Regions from separate parts of the Capra hircus genome. Here region 1 is linked to region 2. A link is a contact called in public Hi-C data. All regions are on one chromosome and are shown on one strand. Each heading gives the region's core, a stretch centred on a gene start, on an enhancer-like site or on the middle of the called end of the contact. The rest is flanking DNA. Distances are from core to core; before and after follow the strand shown. Region 1 overlaps SFI1 (protein SFI1 homolog). Region 2 holds the start of PISD (phosphatidylserine decarboxylase proenzyme, mitochondrial).

Region 1 (5,222 bases), core at 499-2,998, 72 kb before region 2:
GCAGTGTGGAAGGCTGGACTCTTCAACGGAGAGGCTGCGGGAAGGAATACACTAGATGTGATTTTTTTGTCGTTAATTTGTTTTGGGCTGCCCTGGGTCTTCGTTGCTCTGTGCGGGCTTTTTCTAGTCGTGGTGAGCGAGGGCGACTCTCTAGTTTCGGTGTGGCGGCTTCTGTTGTTGCAGAGCACAGCTCTAGAGTGTGGGGGCTTCAGTGTTTGTGGTGCACAAGCTTAGTCTCCCTGCGGCGTGTGGAATCTTCCCAGACCACAGAGCAAACCTGGGTCCCCGGCATTGGCAGGATTCTCTACCATGGGACCACCAGGGAAGCATGCCCCACCCCAGTAACTTTCTATTAGACAACATTTTGCGTCATCTCTGCAAGTATATGCAATATGTGGAGATCGTGTGCAAACAGTGTAGGTCGGGGGTCAGCCCGCTCGGCCATGGATCAGGTTTGGCCAGCTGCCTGTTATAAAATTTTAACTGGGATGCAGTTACACCTGTCCATTTATGTATTGTCTAAGCTGCTGTCAGGCTACAACGACAGAATTGAGTAGTTGCAACAGAGACCACATGGTCTGCAAAGCCTAAAATAGTTATTATCTCACCCTTTAAGAGAAAAATTTGTTGGCCTCTGAATTCACAAGGTCTTCTGAAGCAATGGACAGAGGAGCCTGGCAGGCTACAGTCCATTGGGTCACAAAGAGTTGGACACGACTGAGCGACTTCACTTCACTTCACTTCTGAAGCAATAGGAAGGAAGTAGACTTAGTTGTTACCAGTGATAATGTGGTAACAAGAACAGTAGGAGCAGTAATGGTGTTTTTGTGGTCTTACTGTCCTGCTGCTGCTGCTAAGTCGCTTCAGTCATGTCCGACTCTGTGCAGCCCCAGAGACGGCAGCCCCCCAGGCTTCCCCGTCCCTGGGATTCTCCAGGCAAGAACACTGGAGTGGGTTGCCATTTCCTTCTCCAAGATGCTGGACTAAGGCCCTTACATGTGTTATCGCAATTTTCAAAATTATTTTTAAAAGCCCATATTATTATTACTTTGCTAACAGAGGTCCATCTAGTCAAAGCTATGGTTTTTCCAGTGGTCATGTATGCATGTGAGAGTTGGACTACAAAGAAAGCTGAGTGCCAAAGAATTGATGCTTTTGAACTATGGTGTTAGAGAAGACTCTTGAGAGTCCCTTGGACTGCAAGGAGATCAAGCCGGTCCTAAAGGAAATCAGTCCTGAATATTCATTGAAGAACTGATGCTGAAGCTCTAATACTTTGCCACCTGATATGAAGAACTGACTCCTTGGCAAAGACCTTGATGCTGGAAAAGATTGAGGGCAGGGGGAGAAGGGGACAACAGAGGATGAGATGGTGGGATGGCATCACCAACTCAATGGACATGGGTTTGAGTTGGTGATGGACAGGGAAGGCTGGGGTGCTGCAGCCCATGGAGTCGCAAAGAGTCGGACACAACTGAGCGACTGAACTGAACCGATTATTACAGGTTAAATAACCCCGATACCTGGCCCTGACCTTTGTCGTGCAGCTGGCAAAGGTCAGGGGCAGCATTTGAACCCAAGCAGCCTGAAAAGTGCAGAGTCGTCCCTTGACCATCCTGCTGCCTTATCCTTGTGGACTGGTGCTCTCGGGAGGGAGAGGGATCCAGGTGAAAAAGCTGAAGCGCAGGAACGGAAGGAGGCTGGTTTTCCGCCACTGCGGGGCTCGGGCTGTGTGGGTGCGTGTCCCTCTCAGCCAGCCCTTTGAGAGCCTGCAGACTCGTCCTGCTGCTGCCATTGTTGCTCAGCATGCGCTTAGAATTCCTGTTTGGCTTTTGCCCTCAGAGCTTGCAACAGCGGCTTTGAATGACTGTCTTCAGTGATAGGTTTTCATGATTTGAGGTTGGATTTAACTTATAAGACAAAAGTCATTCAGAATCAAATCCAATGAAAAACATGAGCAATAAGAAAGCGCTGATATGGACCGAAAGCTTTGTGAGACTCTTAAGACAAATTTTATGCTGCAGATTATAAATAAAATCCTTGTGTCTGGTAAGTACTGTATGATTTACCAGGAACCTCAAGTCATTCCTCTCAATCCTCACATCTCTGAACTAGTCAGGACAGACATCATGACATATGAAATTATAAAAAATGAAGTTTAAACATAAAAACATGAAATATGAAACACTTGTTAAAAATATTAACAAGAATCTTCCCTGGTGGTCTCATGGTTAAGATTTCACTTTTCAGTGCAGGTCCAATCCCTGGTCCAGGAGATAAGATCCCTCAGGCCTCACAGTCAAAAATCCAAAACATAAAACCAAAGCAATATTATAATAAGTCAGAGAAGACTGTAAAAATGGCCCACAACAGAAAAATTAAAAAAAACTTTAACAGATATCCACATCTCCAACATACAGAATTAAAAGCTGTTAGCATTTTTCCATCCTGGCCCCAGAATTTGATGTAATTTAATGTAGTTAAATTCACATTTCAAGCCCTATCCATCCTTCCTTCTGCCACCTTTCCTCCTTAGAGATAACTCCACCCTGATGTTGAAATCCTTATTCTCTTATATTCTTTTGCACTTGTAAAAGTGTATGTATACATGTACGTTGAGAATAAATGTTCTGGCTTTGTGTTGTTAGGAAATTTATAAATGGCATCATACTTTACTTTGCAGCTTGCTGCTTTTTTTTTTAATGCTGCAGTGTATTTTTGAGGTTTATTCATGTTGATACAGAGATCTGTTAACTGCATACATTCAGCCATTTTGCTGAGTAAGACTCAGTTTATCTGCTCACTGCTGCTAAACTGTTATTTCTTCCTGATTACCTTTTTTTTTTTTTAAAGATTACAAAGTGTTGCAGAAAGCATTCTTTTTTAAATTAGCTTACTTTTGGTTGAGCTGGGTCTTTGTTGCTGCCGCAGGCTTCTCTAGCTGTGAGCTGGGGCTGCTCTCTCTGAGAGTCTCCATGCGTGTGCTTCTGATTGCGGTGGTTTCTCTTGCTGCGGACCACAGGCTCCAGGGTGCGTGGGCTTCAGTAATCGCAGCGTATGGGCTCAGTAGTTGTAGCTTGCGGGTTTAGTTGCTACGTGGCATGTGGGATCTTCCTGGACCAAGGGTCGAACCTGTATCTCCTGCATTAGCAGGCAGAGTCTTTACCATTGAGCCACCAGGGAAGCCGCCTCGGAGAGCATTCTTAAACACACATCCCTATATGAGAGTCTGAGGGTTTCTCGTTCCTGGAAGTGAAGCTGTTGGGTCTTTGGGTATCATCTCGTCATCCTTATCCAACATCACCCATTTGCTCTCCACCGCTGTGCCAGTTTACATGCTAAAATTGTTGTTCTGGTTTCTTTGGGACTCATCAGCACTTTGCATTGCCAGACTGGGTCATTTTCACCAATGTGATATGTGTGAGGTGGTTCTTCATTGTTGCTTTAGTTTACGTTTCACGGATTCCTAGCGAACCCCAGTATCTTTTCTGATGCCTGATTGTCATTGGGTTTCTGGTTTTGAGCTTGTTACCGTCCCTCACTCCTTTTTTCTGTTGGGTTATTTAGCTTTTTCTGCTCCGTGCACATGGTCATAGATTTGGCTTACTAATCTTTTGAACTATTAGGTGCACTAACTATTAGGTTTTATAGCTTGTTTACTTTTTCATTTATTCGCTTTGTTTATGGTGCCTTTTTTTTCATACAAGTGTTTTCTTAAATTATGTATGTATTTTACTGTGATGCGGGTTTGTGGCTGAGTGGGGTCTTCTCCAGTTATGGCGCGAGGGCTTCTCATTGTGGCTTCTGTTGTTACAGAGCATGGGCTCTCGGGAGCATGGCCTTCAGCGGTTGTGGCCCCCGGGCTCGAGAGCACAGGCTCGGCAGTCACAGTGCACGGGCTTAGTTGCTCCGTGGCACAGGGATCCTCCTGGATCCGGGATCAAACCTGCGTCTCCTACAGGTGGATTCTTTACCATGGACCCACTAGGGAAGACCCCCGCACAAGTGCTGTGAATTTCACTGTAGCCTAACTTACATTTTTATAAGTTGTGTGAGACAGGATCTTAGTTTGTCATTTTCCTTATGGGTAATTAATTTCCGCAACACTCTTTACTGAGTAGTTCATCTTTTATCTTTTTTATACTGATCATTAGTCCACTTCCATTTGGGGCAAGGTCCCATTTGTTCAAGGGTCTGTTCTGGGCTCTCTGGTCCATTGGTGTAGCTGTCTATCTCTAAGCCAGTATCACACTATTTTAATTATGATCCAACGAAGCAGGTAAGAAAGAACAAAGGTTCTCTCGTCAGAATACCTGGGTGGAAATTCTGCTGCCGTCACCTGTTAGCTTCCTGCCCTTTTAAAATGAGTTATCTAATCTCCATGTACCTTACATTACTTATTTATAAGTAAGTAATAGTGTTGGCTTCCCAGCCCAGTGGTAAAGAATCTGCCTGCCAATGCAGGAGATATAGGTTCAAACCCTGTGTCAGGAAGATCCCCTGGAGAGGAAATGGCAACCCACTCCAGTATCCTTGCCTGGAGAATCCCATGGACAGAGGAGCCTGGCGGGCTACAGTCCATGGGGTCGAAAAGAGTTGGACATTACTGAACGACTGATCATGCATGCAAATAATAATGGTACGACCTCACAGGGCTGTTGAGGATTAAGTGTGATGAGGCATGTAATACGGTTAGAATGATGCTTGGAATATGGAATCCTCAGTAAATGCTAACTGTTTATTACCACTACTGATCTTGCCGTATAGCTCTTAAGTCTTCATATGTGGAAAGAGATCTTCTTTACTCTTGTTCTTTTTCAAAATTGCCATGGCAGTTCTTCCTTACTCTTTAATTTCAGTATCAACTCATCAAGTTCCACAACAAAGCCTACTTGGATTTTTATCGCAATACACTGACTTTTCATACTAGATTGGAGAAAGTTGTTTAAGATAGTCTCCCCACCTGTGAGCCTGATGTAGCTCATGATATATTGATAAGTGTGAGAGGGAGAGTAGGAAAGGTTAGGTGTAACAAGGCAGGCCGAGTAAGGCTGTGCCCGCAAAGGCTTTGCAGGCTCTTTTTCCAGGGGGAGGGGCAAGCTCCTGGCTTGGTGTAGAGAAGAGATATGATCACACTTCCGTCTTAACAGGCTCCCTCTGGTTCATTGAGTGCTGCCTTTTGGGGAAGAAAGGGAAGAGAGAGTGTGTGTTTTCTTATATTT
Region 2 (4,551 bases), core at 710-3,209:
TTCCCTCTCGCTTCTACTAAACTGTAAAGTTCTTTCAACGCAAGGCCTGTTATCTTTTAATTCCTCTCTTTTCTCCTGCCCTCCCCCCTCCCCCTGATCCCTGGCACTGTAGTTGACAGCGGCAGGAATGTCATAAATGCTCCTGAAGAAAGGCCTGACACGATCATGCACCACCTAGGTACTATGTTCATATGTGCCTGAACCAAAGAATCGTCCAGAGCACCCATAAAAAACACAGTTGCCAGGGCCCCAGCCTACACCTACCGAGCCTGAATTTGGCAGCATTGTGGGGATGTACCTGGAAATCTCTTTTACTAATAAACACCCACTCCATTCTTTTATCAAATTTAGGAAACATGGCCCTAAATTATCATTTATAATTACTTTCTCTATTCTCTCACCTGTCATATATATCACTCAGTTACTGGAAAACTCTGCAGTATGAGGCTTTCAAATATATGTCTCACAAACAGACACTGCTTTACTTAAAAATCATGGAAATGTTATCTTTTGGGGTTTTTTTGCATCTCAATATAGTTTCCATCTGGATATGTAACAGCTTTGAAAACTGAATTACTGTACCCAAATCCTCACCCCTCCTACACAGTGGACCTAAATCCAGCTGTCTCTACCTATACTGGTACCAAAGTTTCGACTTTTTTCCCTTTTTAAATGATAGTGGGTGAAGTCATCTTCCTCACCATCGTTAAAAAAAAAAAAAAAACACATGAGAGTCATTTTTTCAGTCTTTCCAACTTATGACACATTTTACTACTGATTCATAAACAGCACACCTGGCACCAATAAAACAACGGAGACCCTCTTGTTCAAATCCTAACAGTCACCACCACACTGCGGAGCCCTCTCCTGAGAAGTTACACCATTTCTGAGTAGTTAATAATAGGAGAGTGAAGCTTTCCTGTCCAGGGCAATGACATTTTCTGTTCCCTCTCACCCCGAAACCAGTGTCTCTACTTCCCAAAATTATAGCTCAAGCTCTGATTCACGCTGACAAAATGAAGCCAGTCCGAAACACGAAAGTTGTGGGTCTCACAATCTTAGCTCTTCGAAATGACACCGAGCAACAGATTCTGAGTTACAGCAACCAACACTTTAATCCATTTTCCGAGAGTCCAAATGCTCCCATGCTAGTTCTTACATAAGCTATTTCGAATAATGAATGTCCTCACGGTGGGCAGCCTGAAGGAAAGGTCCCTGCGTGAGACACAGAGGTACCTGGGAAGGAGTCTCAGCTCTGCTGCTACCCGGCTGGGTGGAACTGAGCAAGTCCTTCCGTCTATCAGGGCCTCGACTTCGCCAAAAAGAAAGGGCTGGATTTATGACCCCTCTAACAATCTAAGAGTTGACGGTCACCAGGGTAACCGAGACCCTATTTCCATCATGGACTATTTTGAGATTACGGAATCCTACCCTCTCACTTCAGAGTCCAAGAATCCAAAGTGAAAGCCGCCCAACTCCCACTCCAGTGCTCTTCCCACATCTCGGCGCCCCTCCCAGCAATACGACTCCCAGAGAAAGAAGCGTCCAGCCCTGCCTCGGCTCTAGTGGCGGACACGCAGCCCATTTCACCTGGTTTAGAGGGTGCTTGTTGTTTATATTTTTGTTTTTTTGTCCCTTGTGGAGTGGAAAGGACAGAGAGGTTTAGGCCAGACTCGGACCGTCCTAGGCGGAGGACGAGCCCGAGCTCGAGGTGAAGGTGAGTGGCTCCGTCTCCACTCGAGCACTCCTGAGGGCGAGCCCGCGACAGAGAAACGACTCCTCTCTCCAGACCCCGGCTTGGCTCGGGCCGTCCCTCGCCCCGAGGCAGGATCCCCGAACAGTTGTACCTGCTCCGCCACGCGACCCCGGGCAGCCACCTCAGACATCTCTGCCCCACGGACGCCGCCATCTTGTCTCCTCCTTCTCGGCGGGACACGCCCCCTTTTACACGCGGGTCGCACGCATGTGACGTTCCGAGTCTCGAACTCTCGGGGCCCAATGAAGAAGGCAGAGTGTGTGGGGGGCGGGGCTATGTGTCTAAGCTCCTTTGCCCGCCCCTTTAGGCACCTGCAGAGCCGGGTCGGATAGGTGAGCAAGGTGGCCGCGCCCACTGTGCTAAACCTGGACCTGGGCGCCGGGTTGCCACTTCTCCTTCCTCCCTCCGACGTGCGTTTCCGCATGTGCCCGGAAAATCTGAGTCACCCAAGGTCAGAGAATGGATCAGTTGAGCTAAATCGCTCATTTACGGGTGGGGAATCTGAAAGCGTCCACAGCTCAGCTGCCGTTGCGTAAGCGCTTCTTAAGTGCCAAGCTCTGTGCTAGTGACTTAGCGTCCACGGTGTCTCATTCTTCACCTCCCATCACTGTACTATCAGGGAGTCCAGAGACCAGAGGTCTTGGATCACCTAGAAATGCAATTAGTCGTCGCACGAAGTAACTGATGTGACAGTGAGTGCTCCTGCAGTTTCCTGACCTTCAGGTTTAAGTGAAAATAGACTTAATAGTATCTGCCTTCGGCAGCTAGCTCTGAGAATTATTCTTAAAGATAGAGAAATCAGAGCTCAGGAAAGCTAACCTTTAGAATGCTAAAGGGCATACTGCTATAAAAGAGAAAAGCTAGAATTTGAACATACATCTCTAGTTCCGAAACCCATGAACTAAACATTCTTCCTTTTAAGCCCTTTGCCTAGAATCTGGCTGAATATGGGTCCCCAAACTAAAGGAATAATAACTCTGCTTTTTCCTCCCTAAGCTGCTAATTGTACTTGTCTTCACCAGGCATTTGATATTTGCCTGGTGCCTGCAATTATTGACATTTCTATATGGTTGGTTATGCTCAACTAGGACATAACCAGGCCCTACAGGGAGCCTAACAGGCATGGGATTTCCTATTGAAGAGGAGACATTTCCCTTTATGGTTTTCAAAAGTCTGAAGGGGGTGGGGAGTATAGAATGGGTTTTACTATTCATTGAGAGTAGTAACTCAAAACCAGGGTGAAAAAAGAAGTGGGAGAGGGAGATTATTTCAAAATGAAGTGCATTTGTGGAAATTGAATATTCACATGGTGGCTCAGATGGTAAAGAATCTGCCTGCAGTGCTGGAGACCTGGGTTCAATCCCTGGGTCAGGAAGATACCCTGGAGAAAGGGAATGGCTACCCACTCCAGTATTCTTGCCTGGAGAATTCCATGGAAAGAGGAGCCTGACGGGCTACAATCCATGGGGTTGCAAAGGGTCAGACACTACTGAGCAACTAACACTTACACCATATACAAAAATTCACTCAGGATGGATCAAAGACCTAAAGCTAAGAACTACAACTGTATAAAACTCTTAAAACAAGGGAAATTTTCATGACATTGAATTCAACAGTGATTTCTTGGATATTACACCAAAAGCATAGGCAACAACAAAATAAGATAAGTTGGATTTCATCAAAATTTAAGTTTTGTGCATCAAAGGACACTGTCAATAAATTGAAAAGACAACCCTGAGAATGGGAGAAAATATTTGCAAACAAACATATCTGATAAGGGTATGGTCTCCAGAATATATACAGAATTACTAAAACTCAACGACAACAACAAAAAACACCAAATAATCCAATTCAAACATAGGCAAAGGACTTGAACAGACATTTCTCCAATGATAATATACCAAAGGCCAATAAAAGATGCTCAATGTTACTAATCATTAGGGAAATGCACATCACAAGCACAGTGAGACATCAACTTCTCACCCATTAGAATGGTTATAATCAAAGAGAAAGGAGAATAACAAGTGTTGGCAAGGATTTTGAAAAAATCAGAACACTTACGCATTGCTGGTAACAATGTAAAATGGTACAGCTGCTATGCAAAATGGTTTGGTGGTTTCTCAACAAGTTAACCACAGAATTATCATATGACCCAGCACCTGTGTACATGCTCACTCTAGCTCTGCTACGGACTGTAGCCCACCAGGCTCCTCTGTCCATGGGGTTCTCCAGGCAAGAATACTGGAGTGGGTTGCCATTTCCTCCTCCAAGGGATCTTTCTGACAGAGTTCTTTATCACGAGCGCACCTGGGAAGCCCCAATCAAGCACCCAGGTATAACCTAAAAGAATGGAAGCAGGGACTCAGAGATTTATACACCAATGTTCATAGTAACATTATTCACAATAGCCAACAAGTGGTTCAGTAGATGAACAAATAGAAACGAGACATATCTATATAATAGAATATTATTCAGCCATAAAAACATGCACGAAGGGACTTCCCTAGTGGTCCAGTGGTTAAAAATCCTCCTTCCAACCCAGAGGTCATGGGTTCAGTCCCTGGTTGGGGAATAAGGATCCCACATGCTATTGGGCAACTATTAATAAATCCATAGTCTTGAACCCCTGAACCCCCAAGCCACAACTAGAGAGAGAATCCCGGACACCACCCGAAAGACCTCCTATGCTGGAAAAAAGATCTGTGAGCAGCAACTAAGACCCAATATAGCCAAATAAGTAAATATTTCTTTAAAAATGTATGAAGTACTGATATATGCTACAACAGGAATAAACT

Evidence for each region. A called contact is a pair of places that touch in the nucleus more often than the background predicts.
Region 1: a contact with region 2 is called in a Hi-C map of liver, with 2.0 times the contacts expected there. The contact joins the enhancer-like site here to the promoter of PISD in region 2. A contact is called at or near these places in 2 of 5 Hi-C or Micro-C datasets (blood and liver).

The regions. Positions count from the first base shown.
Region 1 is chr17:1,053,352-1,058,573 of ARS1.2, reverse strand. All of the region lies in intron 8 of SFI1 (protein SFI1 homolog), which reads left to right. Among named protein-coding and RNA genes, the nearest start is that of SFI1, 36 kb to the left of the region's middle. Within about 2 kb of position 1,748, at least 1 of the 5 cell types and tissues checked has an H3K27ac peak or open chromatin away from gene starts, as enhancers often do.
Region 2 is chr17:982,702-987,252 of ARS1.2, reverse strand. PISD (phosphatidylserine decarboxylase proenzyme, mitochondrial) reads right to left here and starts at 1,959. Exons shown (of 8, transcript XM_018060941.1): 1 at 1,848-1,959. The coding sequence starts at 1,909.